Regions from separate parts of the Danio rerio genome. Here region 2 is linked to region 1. The links are chromatin contacts, called in public Hi-C maps. All regions are on one chromosome and are shown on one strand. The core of a region is the stretch at or near the end of the contact, and the rest is flanking DNA. Distances in the headings are between cores, read along the strand shown. Region 1 holds the start of arhgef12a (Rho guanine nucleotide exchange factor (GEF) 12a). Region 2 holds the start of cbl (Cbl proto-oncogene, E3 ubiquitin protein ligase).

What was found. A called contact is a pair of places that touch in the nucleus more often than the background predicts.
Region 2: a Hi-C map of hematopoietic stem cells shows a contact between it and region 1, with 3 times the contacts expected there. The contact joins the promoter of cbl here to the promoter of arhgef12a in region 1. A contact is called at or near these places in 1 of 18 Hi-C or Micro-C datasets (hematopoietic stem cells) and 1 of 4 datasets of contacts at active chromatin or transcription factors (embryo).

The regions. Positions count from the first base shown.
Region 1 is chr15:24,910,519-24,916,496 of GRCz12tu, reverse strand. It overlaps arhgef12a (Rho guanine nucleotide exchange factor (GEF) 12a), which reads right to left and starts at 3,247. Exons shown (of 38, transcript XM_073923679.1): 1 at 2,674-3,247; 2 at 953-1,113. The coding sequence starts at 984. tlcd5a (TLC domain containing 5a) reads right to left here. Exons shown (of 3, transcript NM_001271624.1): 3 at 4,823-5,978.
Region 2 is chr15:25,672,066-25,678,043 of GRCz12tu, reverse strand. cbl (Cbl proto-oncogene, E3 ubiquitin protein ligase) reads right to left here and starts at 3,316. Exons shown (of 16, transcript NM_001007330.1): 1 at 2,888-3,316. The coding sequence starts at 3,034. drc12 (dynein regulatory complex subunit 12 homolog) reads left to right here and starts at 4,858. Exons shown (of 6, transcript NM_001111210.1): 1 at 4,858-4,958; 2 at 5,045-5,110. The coding sequence starts at 4,889.

The sequences.
Region 1 (5,978 bases), core at 1,998-4,497:
ATATAAAAGATTCTGAAGATGATTCTGATTCTAATAATGATAATCGTCTCGTTTTACCAGTAAAACGTTGGTCTAATAGGTTTGTCAAATGGCAAGCATAAGTCTCAAACATAATAGTTCAACTTTAGAATTATGAATAGTTGTATTCTAATGTCATCACTTTACTGTGAATTAACAACCACCATTCCAACCACAATCCACCATTCCAAGTCTATACAAAATTTAGCATTTTAACCAACAGTAGACTTACACATAGGCCAAATATTATTGCTGTATTACTATATGTTTGAGAAATAACAATAATAATAACCTACTCATATTAACCTTTATTTTTTTATCTACAGAGTCATGAGAAAATCATGTTTTAAGCATATTAAATCGTGATTCTCATTTTAGCCAGAATCATGCAGCCTTAATGTCCAAATGTGAAGTATGCACAAAACATCAAGCAAAAACAACCAAGAGGAACTAATGTCCCAGTGAAAACTTCCCCATAATGCAACTGGAGCTGTCAATTTCAAAGAGTTGCCAGAGGAATACAGGTACCAAGAACATGGCTCATCATGCTTGTACTTGTGATCAGCAAACACTGAAAATTATTCAAGCTAGCATAATTTACAAGTAAAAACTAAAAAAATTCCCAACGCAGTACATTCTGTATGTCCATGACTATATTTGGACTACACCTAAGAAAAATCCAAAGAAATGAACGTAACTGCATCCAAATTCTCATTGAGTGGCAAATAGAAACAAACTTCTCAAAATTAGAGCAAAATAAAGCACAAAACAGACTGCAAAAACAAATAAAACGCAAGACCAAGTACAATCATGCGCTCACATTTCTCCATTCAGAGATTTCCAAAGGCTGAGATATAGGTGTCTGCCCAAGTACATTGTAGGATCAGAACAAAAGCAAGTTTGTCCACATAGCATAAACATAAATCATACATACCTGTCACTGACTGTAGACCGTGTGTCGCTCATTGGGCTTTTGTGTTTAGCTTTTATTAGTCCAATATCCTATAGTCATTTTCAGATGCATCAGAAGCATCGGTTTCTGATGTTGAATGAGACTGTTGCATCCGTATTCTGCTGTGCTGACCAGGAGGTTCACTAATAAAAAAATTTAAAAAGCAGAACATTTATTATAAAATTTTCCCCTGCAGTTCACAAAAACAGCAATTAAATCCTGACTGTTTTGAAGAAACTCATACTAAAAACTGTCGAAACTGAATGTGCAGATGACATTACAAATTAAACAACATGAAAGGGTTTGAATAGCTTTGAATACGTAAAAAGCAAAATTAGCACAACTATATCTAATTTAAAAGAAAAACAGTAGTTGACCTTTGTGCTGTGCAAAAGAGTACGGAAATAGACATCTAAACATATTTTAAAAACTGAGTTTCTGAAGTTTTTATTTAAAACCAAGACCTTGTTAAGAACAAAAGAACTTAAGGGAAGTCAACACAATGTATACACATGTACATTACATATACATACACACACACTCAAAACATTCTTAGATTAATGTAAATGCAAAAACAGCATGAAAAAAGTAACTTGTATTTAAAAAAAGGTTAAAGTCAATGACAATATTTCACCTTGTTTTAACCAAAAATCATTATTTTACTTTAGATTTGTTTAAAAGGAAACTTCATGTCCACATTTTGCATTTCAAGTTTACAATGTACTAGAAAACAGAACAAAAAATGAAGAAAAAAACATTATTTTTGCAGTGTATGCATCTTCAGGGTTTCTGCAGGTATCTTTAAGTTAAATTTAAGACTTTTTCAGACCCTTGTAAGACCATCATGAATTAAATTTTACACTTATACAGGGCTAAAAACTAAAGATTTTTTGTAATGGCCCAGTTACTTCAGTAAATTATAATTTTATTCATTAATGGAAGATCATATAAAGGGATGTGTTGCTTTAGTTTTCTTTCCCTGCTTAGGGAATTTAATTAGGTGAATTTGATGTAAACATTTCTAACAGCCGTTGTGTGTGTGTGTGTATATATATATATATATATATATATATATATATATATATATATATATATATATATATATATATAGTTTTGAGATGGATTATTGATGATTGAGTAGCTTTACTTGGACAGGGAAATTATGACTTGTTTAACGTGATTTAAGACCTACAACTAAATATTTAAGTGTATTTAAGACTTTTTAGGTATAAAATGTTGATGAAATTTAAGACATTTTAAGACTTTTGAAGACCCCTCAAACACCCTGATCCCTGAGTGAGATTGACAATTAAATGAAAAATAAAGACACAAGTTGCAGAAATCAGGACCTTTATGTCAAATTATGACTTTTCAAATCTGCAGAAACCCTGAAAACCATTAAATGAGAAGTAAAGTGTCCTGATGTAAATCAACGAATATGTGGTTCCTCCAGCAGTGGTGCTGTTTACCAATAAATGAACCTACTGTTTATAACAACAACATTACTAACCATAATTGTAAATTAACTGTAGTTTAAACTTATAAAACACACTAAACGTATCCCGTACACACAAAAACGAATCATCCACAGGAGTTTAACGACACGGCAAATCAAAATACGCGCATACATCAGCTCTATAATTTACCCAAAATAACTCTAAAAATTGGTCATTTTCCGCTATGTCGTGCAACTGAAAATGTACCTTCATGTTCAGCAGCAGCTCCCCGGTGAAGCCCAGACACTTTTTCCTTGTTAAAGTTACACTCCTTTAGCAATTAAAGCACTTTTGAGCGTCCTAATGCTGAATGTGTATTTCCACAGCCAACAAGGCAGCAGCAGCAGATGATACCCGCACCGCAAACCAGACTGCAGACTCAAGGCCTTTGCTATGCTAAAGCTAACAGCAGCCTAACATCGTCAACTCCAAAAATGAGACGCGATATTTTTCCAACAATAACAATAAACACCCTTATGCATCCACACCAAGCCCACAGTCATCCAGACAGGGTGAAAATGCATGCGCTCATACACGTGTCACCCCGCGGAGAGTTTCCATGGAGCGGCGACGAAGTCTGCATCAAAATAAACAAAACCGCTCAGTAAAGTTCGCATAGGTCTCTCCGAACGCGTTAACGGGTTATATCTAGTTCGTACGAAAGCGATGATCCACATTAAAATCCGTATGGAGGTTGTAGGTTCAGCTCCATCAAACTGGGGAAAGTTGAGAGTACCGGAGAGTGCTGCCGTGTCTCCCGCGGGGCTCTGTCTCAAAACCTACTGAACTTCCTGCACGGACAGCATTTCCGACTCCGCAGAGTACACTCGCGCTCTCTGTGCTCATCCGAATGGCAGTGTCACACAATGCTGTCTAGTTAGACACGTTTAGTCATTTTTGAGTAACTGTAAATGTTTTTGGTTTATACTAAAGTGCATGATGGGGATTCAAAGTTGCTTCCTCACAAAGATTCACCCCAACTTCTGAAACATGTTATGACAGAGCTTTTGATAACTATTTAATTAGGCTGTAGATTGCGGCGGGCGTAGCTGCTTTCGGAATTTTGTTCATAAAATATTTGCATAATTTGAATGGAACGTTTGTGTATGTAGTCATTAGACAAGGCGTTCACTGTTCGCTTGTTTTCCGTGGTATTTTCAAGTCGTACATTTTCATAATTCCAAATGGTCAATTGTCTTTAATTATTCCACTGGAAAACGTGAGCCACTCACTGTTGCAATTGAACAAACTTCATACCTAAGGGTGCGAATGTGTTTTGCAACTGTTGATTTAGTTTGCCACATGGTGGACGTTTACAAAACTGCAACGCTTACTAATGGGTTTGACTTTTTGATACTGATAAAAAAAAACGTCTACATGAAGCCTTTACAAATTTCCAAATAAATGTCTTAATTCTCATTTAAAAAAAAGAGATATTTGTTCATTTTTGGAAAGTCAAACTCCAGATGACAATATTTTTACTAGTTTTGTCTTCTGTTAAGGGGGTGACTTTTTTATAAAAAGATTTTACGTAATTTATTTATTTATTAATTTTCCTTCGGCTTAGTGTCTGTATTCATCAGGGGTCACCACAGCGGAATGAACCGCCAACTTTTCCAGCATATGTTTCCCACAGCGGATGCCCTTACAGCTGCAACCCAGTACTGGGAAAGATACTTTATTTATAATATGAAAATGTATATTTTAATTAAAATTATATTGAAGTCTATTACATACTGATATAGTATATATGTTTCATCCTCATTCAGCAAAACATTTTAAAATGAAAATATAGGCTACCGTTACCTATTGTTATATCTGGAACAAATGAGTACACAAAAATATACTATATTGTAAATTATTATAAACTTTTTAGTCACAAAAAGAAAATGTTTTGAAGGACAGTGGTAAAATATAAATATTTAAATTCTGTAAATTATGTTAAAATGTGTGTGTGTTTGTGTGTAATGTATTATATATTAAAAATACACACACACACACACACACACACACACACACACACACACACACACGTTGGTTTTTGTGAAAAGTGGGGGCATTACATAGGTTTCCATTCATTTTATACTGTCCAAACCGTATATTGTATTGCCCTCACCCCACCCCATCCCTAAACCCAACCATCACAGGAGACTGTGTGCAGCTTAACTCTCTGATTAAACTCATTCTGTAGGATTTATAAGCATTTTGAGAAACGAATGTCCTCATATTGCACCTCCTTTTTGTAATACCTGTGTCATACCCATGTCATTATACAGATTTGTGTCCTGATATGTCACAAAAACATGTGTACACACACACACACACAATGTTGTAACATGAAAAAAAACATGTAAAGATGTATTACTTTTATTTTATTCTAATGCTTAGAAAATCTCTTGAACACATAAATGATACATTTACACACACCATTGTAACATAGTTATGTTTAATCTGAGGTGTGACAACGCCCTATAACACTTCAATCTAATTTATGAAATGTATGACAATGTTTACAGATTTTATCAACTGGTGTGGTCAATTCACCATGACAGATGGACAGTTTGTAAGTCATCACCCAATTTCCCTTTTTAAAAATAGTTAAAATCTCCAAACACATAAAGATTTCTGGGTTTACTTTTTCACACAAAAATCATTCAGTAATCCTCCAGAAACATTTAGTAGTGTTTGATAATCCTTACTGCATATTGCACATACTTAAAGTTTAAAGGGGTCCCATTATGCTGCTTTTTAGAAAAATGTCAAATAAATCTCTGATGACCCTGGAGTGGGTGAATGAAGTTTCAGCTCAAAATACTCTGCAGATAAAGTTTTATAGTTCTATGAAGTTGCCACTTTTGGGGATCGATTCAAAACATGCCGTTTTGGGGGGTGTGGCTTTAAATTCTTATGAGATTGTGCTCCCGGGCCTTCTTATAAGAAGAATGTCAGTGCTACTTCTGAGGCCTTGTCCACACAAACAAGGGTATTTTCAAAGCTGCACTTTTTCTTTGTGGTGCACTGTTGTCCACACGAAAACGCATTGTCAGGTGACTATTATGTACAGTTGCCTTGAACCGGGCCAAAGCATGCTTGTCGCCCCTCCTGTCTCCCCCGACGGCCCACACTCGCATTACATTTGGCCTCGGCAAGCTTACATCATTGATGCTGCGCTGGTCAGTAGCCGCTCTCGCTCACAGTGGAGATTTCTCTAGTTATATCGTTTAAGTCATTTGATATGCAGTGATACGCAGTCAAATAGCCAAACAGATCAGCGACTTTTGACGCTCATAAACAATCTGGTTTGTTGAAGGCACAGCTGTCGTGCAGTAAGGGGTTTGCGTCTTTAATAATCTACGGCAGTTTGCATTCACTGAACAGTAAGAATGATTAATAATTCCACATTTTTCAAAAATCCAGGTACAGTGTGTTGTGTGGATGTTAAGGAGTTTTCGCCTCATGACGTCAGCATGCACGCTGTTTTCTACTTCTAGATTGGCCAAAATGGCTGGGCT
Region 2 (5,978 bases), core at 2,067-4,566, 760 kb before region 1:
AAACAATCTCGTCATGTCTTGAGTTAAAGAAAAATGAATTTCAGACTGGATTTCAAAACGTTTATTTTCTGAGCACTGATCCCATTCTGCTTACCATTTGTTAAGAATATGGCCTTTTATTAGTGGCTTTAAAAATCTAAAGGTGGGATTTAGCAACATTTGCAGAAAAGGGAAACAAAACTGATATACATCCATAAATTATGGGCGCTGTGTAATGTCACATGATGAAACTTTGAAGTGATGCTTTCTAAATAAGTCACATTAAAATACATGTTAGTGGGGTCAGTGCTATTGAAAAAGTAAATATGACAGGGTTAATAATGTATTAGTGGAAGTTAGTCAATACATTAATATTAACTAACAGATTGAAAAGTATGATAAATTTTTGTGTGCGTTTATGAAGAATAGTTGGTACTGTTTTTGACTCCTTTACACATAAGCTCTTCACACGTTCTCAACTGATAAAAATATATGCACGCACATACAATGACTGCATTCAACGCCGCAAGCAACACTTTTGAATGGTTAGTCACTTTTTTCTTCCATTTTTAAAAACGACAGTATGAATACCAAGTCAACAAACTATATTATTAATTTTCATTTATGGTCCAAACAAAGAGAGTGTGAACTGACCCTAAAGAAGAATGCTGATCAGGTTTTATGTTGTTAGACCAATCACATATCAGGATGCAAATACTCTATCATAAACAACAACAAAATAGAGCCCTTTTATGGGCATGTGGCTGAATAATAAATGATCATTATAAGGAAATCAAAAGTGTACATAATTTATGTTTGTAAATAAAGAGAGTGAAGTATACAATAAACACTTTAAAAGGGGAAACCCAAAGTCAAACACAGAACTTCATAATTAAAGTTTCTTATTTGACTATGCAGTGTTTTTGCATAGACGCAAGGATGAATGACAACTGGGTTCTTCTGCATTTTGTGAGAAGTTAAATATTTATAGGTGACTGAGAAAATATAACTTAATGGAAAACATCAAAAAGTGAACATTAGATAATGAATGGCCAAGTCAGGATTAACACATTCTAAAGTCACATTTCTTTCAGATTAGACTGTACTTCTCCTCATGTCAAGTATTCGGAATCATTCATCCTGACCTTTTTCACTATTATTTAAAGTTTTCTAAAAGTGGAAATTTACAAATGTTACATTGCAAAAACGGGGAGATTTGCTTATGAAGACAGAGTGATACATCACATGCGCACTAACCAAAGACCCAGTGTGAAACTAAACAAATAGGAAGTCGCAAGCTCTAAATCATAAAGCATTAACTGCTTCTGTTCTCCATAATAATTCTTAAAATCTTCCTTAATAACCCAAATCTAAAAACATACAAAATACTATTTTATTTTTAGGTTTCTAAGTGGTTCCCCATGTCAGAGAATAAGTTTAAACTGAATCCCCTGCGACAGATGCACCGTTTCTCTCATGTATCATTGTGAAGATCACAGGAAGTGTGAGGTCAGTAACCACAACTTTTTTCCATGAACTGCAGCTTTAACTTTTGTATTGTGAGGCAGCAAATTCAACAAAAGAAAGCCACTCTGTTAGACAGATGTTCACAGTTTTACCGTTTTACTTGACAAGCTGGGTTGGTAAAAAAATTTTAGTTGTGGAAAATGAACACTTGTAATGCAAATGATGATATATTTATAACAGTGTAGCCAACCTAGATATTTACATAAAATGTATGCATGCTGTTATTATTCCATCTCTTCTGATGATATTTAAATTCTTATTTTTTATTATCAAAACTCTCTGTACTTTTTTAATTTTGGGGGAAAGCATAGAATACAATGCAAGACAATAATGGTCGAGACACTGCTCAAAAGCCTGTCGGATTATGTTTGACACACTTGCTTAACAGCATTTCTCTTACAAAATTATGTACAGGAAGTTCAGCAAACCAGAGTTGCTATAGTCCAGTGAATGATTCTCCTAAACCAATAACAACCAAATGTTATTCTTATTTTAAGAAAATTCACAGAGAGAAGGTAAACAGTTTTACAGTTAAACAAAAGACTTGAAAGACTACAAACCAACTACACACACTATATGTTCAGATATGGCGAATTGTGGTTTTTGCCTATACTAGCAGCTCTATTCATACACAACCATTACACCAAACTTGCATGTATTGATTAGATTAAACACCAAAACAACTAGCTAGCTTCTATAACAGTTGCATATTCAGATTTAGTGACATTTTTTAAATTAAGCTGGAATGTTTAAGAATGTCAAATTAACACAAACAAAAGTAATGGCACTTCCCGTTTATCCAAAAAGTCAAACTAGTGAAGGAAGTAGAGATTGTTGGAGCAAATCAATCTACCAACTGTCCATTATCCACGTCTACACTGAGTAAATGCAATTGAACCAGCTGACTGACCAGCAACAGGATCAGTATATCGTCACATACTAGTTGTTTAACCAACTTAAGCTATTTTCATGCCGTTGCCGACTGTATTATGGAGAAGGCACATTTGAAGAAGGATGTCCAAACCATTCTTCCCAACCATAGATTTAACTTACAGGATAACTACTGCAACAAGCTACTTAGCTAGCACGACTAGCAGAGAACCCTTTAATTATCACAATTCCTATTAAGAAAGCAGGAGTGATCGGAACCACAAATGACATGTTCTATAAAATTGAATATTCCCAGAGTGTTTGACAAGCTGAATATAGTTTATTAGCCTGCAAACCATTCAGCTAATTGCCTTAGCAGAGCTGCCCTGCCATATTGAATTAGTACTTGTCCGTGCAGGCCATCCGGCTAAGCTAACTAGAGACCGAGGCTGTTAGCTAGAGCGTCTCTGTCGGCTATCTATCGCTTGTGTTTTGTTTTATAGACACCCACCTTATCCATGAATTTCCAGCATTTCTCCACCGTCTTTTTGTCCACGGCTCCGGGCTGGTGATGGGAGTGGTGGAGGTGATGGTGAGGCTGAAAAGCGTCCTTCATCATGCCAATAAGCCCCCCACCTTTCTTCAGATTTCCTGCCATATTCGGACTCCGGAGTGTTGTTTTCGCAGTCAAAATATAACTGGGATCGGATACCCCCCGGTGAGGACAGCGCCCGAGTCCGGTTCGGTTCGAGCGAGGGTCCGTCAAGGGGGGGAGAAGCGCTTTACCGATGCAAGACTCCCATTAAATCCCCCGTGCAGCAAACCGCCGTTTGACGCTGTGTTTAAAAACGCTCGGGGAGGGCGGCGGAACCCGTTTAAAAATAACGCGTAAAAATAAGTTTTGATGGGTGTCTGGACGTGGTAGAACAACTGCTTTCACATCGACACCCCGTGCGTGATGTTCCCTTTTCCTGCAGCTCTCTTTCTCTATCTGTGCGCTTCTGTAGAGTGATGTCCGATTCGTTCTTATGAGTCGGATCTTTTCAATTGATCGAATCGGTTCACACCGCCGGACTGAAGCTGTTTGAGATGTAAACTTCACTTAGTATGTTTTAATGCTGGAGTTTTAAGTATTTTAAATGCCACGTAGCCCCAAACTTAATCATACCATTTCAAAGGGTTTCAATTTCTAAATTTAAAGGCATTTATATAGTTTTTTGTATGAAAACCCAATTCATATTCTGAAAAAGATTATATATATGGGTCTGAAACATTATAAAATAACTACCTCCTAATAAGATACTATTACTAATTCTTACTTCTAATTTACTTTATTTTCTACTGATTTAAAAACCTAGTCAATTATTTAGCCAATGTCCTCATTTATTAATTTATTCTAATGATTTTTTCTTTTATAACATATTATAATCTAATTTATCAATTGATACTTTATGATTATACTTTTAATTTGGTATTATGTTTTATATATATATATATATATATATATATATATATATATATATATATATATATATATATATATATATATATATAAAACGAAGTTTAAAAAAATTGTAGAATAGAATCGGTTCTTAATGAGGCCTTGTTCTAAAGAGCCGATTCGCGTAAATGAATTGAACTTCCCATCATTACTTTTGCAACGGGAAGTTCGGCCTGACAAGACACGAGGGCTTCCCAGCAAAACCTGTAAAGGAACGGAAAAAAAAACGTGTTTCCTCACAATCACCTTCTCCATTTGAAAATAAATGCTGTATGGTAAAATTGTATCTCGTACTAAACAGACATATTAGGGTTAACGCCGCCTTTCTCCCTTTCTCCCCCTCCTATGCTCGTGTGACTGCTCTTCCTGTTCCGCCTGTAAAACCTCGCCCTCTTTCATGTCTCGCCTTGTCTCCGCCTACTTTCCTGCTCCTCATGCGAATGTACGAATCCTACTATGGTAAAAGGCGTGGCTTATTAATATTAATTAGATCACGAAATAGGAGCAGTAGGACGGTTACCAAGCAATGAAAGCATGGCGTAGTTAATATTCATGAGCTACGTAGTCGCCGTCTGTGGTCTAACGAGATGAATTATGCATTTTTGTTCAAACAGTCAATAAATTGTGAGATGAAGCGTTTTATTTTTGTTCACAGGGATGTTCATTTGCTCATCTCGTATCATTTCCGTTTATTAAAACGACACATTTCCATTCCAGAAGTAATATGAGGTTGTTTTTAAACAATTCAAGCGATTCAGAACTGCACAGGAAGACTTTATTGTCCATAAAACAACACACACAGCGCGGTTTAACGACTACACACACTCCAAGGCAACCAGCCTGTAACGTGGTGTAATGTGGTTACGTAGAACAACAGTAATCAGTATTCGGGACAGGCGATTGGCTAAGATCACTGACCACGCCTACGTGCTGCCAGGCGGTTTTGTGTACACAATACAATTAACTTTTCCCTCCGTCCGAAAGATGCAGGACTAGTAGGATTTTTACATCATGCCGCCAAAGAAGAAAGGAAAAGGAGGCAGCAAAAAAGAAAAGACTAAAAAAAGCACGCCAGAAAAGGGTGCTTTTGTTATACTATAACATTTTTATACACAAAATAGGAGTTGGTTTTTGACTTACATGTTTCTGTTTCCCACCCTCATATAGATGATGGACTTACAGAGAAGTACAGGAGAAGTGTCTTAGATGTGTCTGTTTTAAAGGAACACCTTGGTAAGGCAAATATAATTATTTATTGGACTGTTATTAATGTTACATTTGTTCTCTGCTTCATTACGTTATATTCAAATAAAACACTATAAAGACATAGTTCACCAAAAAAGAAAATTCTGTAATCAGTTACTCACCTTTGGTTGTTTCAGCCTTTTTTATTCTGTTAAATAAAAAAAAAAGTTATTTTGAAGAAAGCTACAAACCTGTAACCTCTGACTTATTTCTAATTCCTACTTTTGGGGGCCCTAAGCAATTCCAGGTATGGTGCCCAAGCACTGAAACTCAAAACATTTTCTTCTTTATAGATATATAATAAACTGCATGTTACAATATATTTTAAGTGAAACCATTATCTTCTAAATGTAAAAATGAAATACAAAAAATTCACAAATAAAAAAACAAGTTCACAAACTTATTTTGTACGGTTAGTTAGCCGTATATATGATTAGATTTTAATATTTGCATGTGCAGTACGTAAGTATTGTTCCACGATTCATAAGGCCCCTGGTTTTGAAAGGAAGTAATAACGTTAAAATCTTAACAGTTATATACAGATTTTACAACATATGATAGAACATTTATAAACTACCTATATGATTAATTTAGGCAATTTTTGGCATTTGTTGGGGCCCCCTAATTTCCCAGGGCTCTAAGTGGCTGCTTACCTTGCTTATTGGCTAAGTCTGCCCCTGATGACAGTGTTGGGGAAAGTTACTTTTGAAAGTAATGTATTACAATATTGAGTTACTCCCCCAAAAAGTAACTAGTTGCATTCTCTAGTTTTATGGTAAGTAATGCAATACATTACTTTTGTATTACTTTTGTTTTTCTTTTCATAACCTTTGCTAAGGCTTGAGGCTCTTTCAGA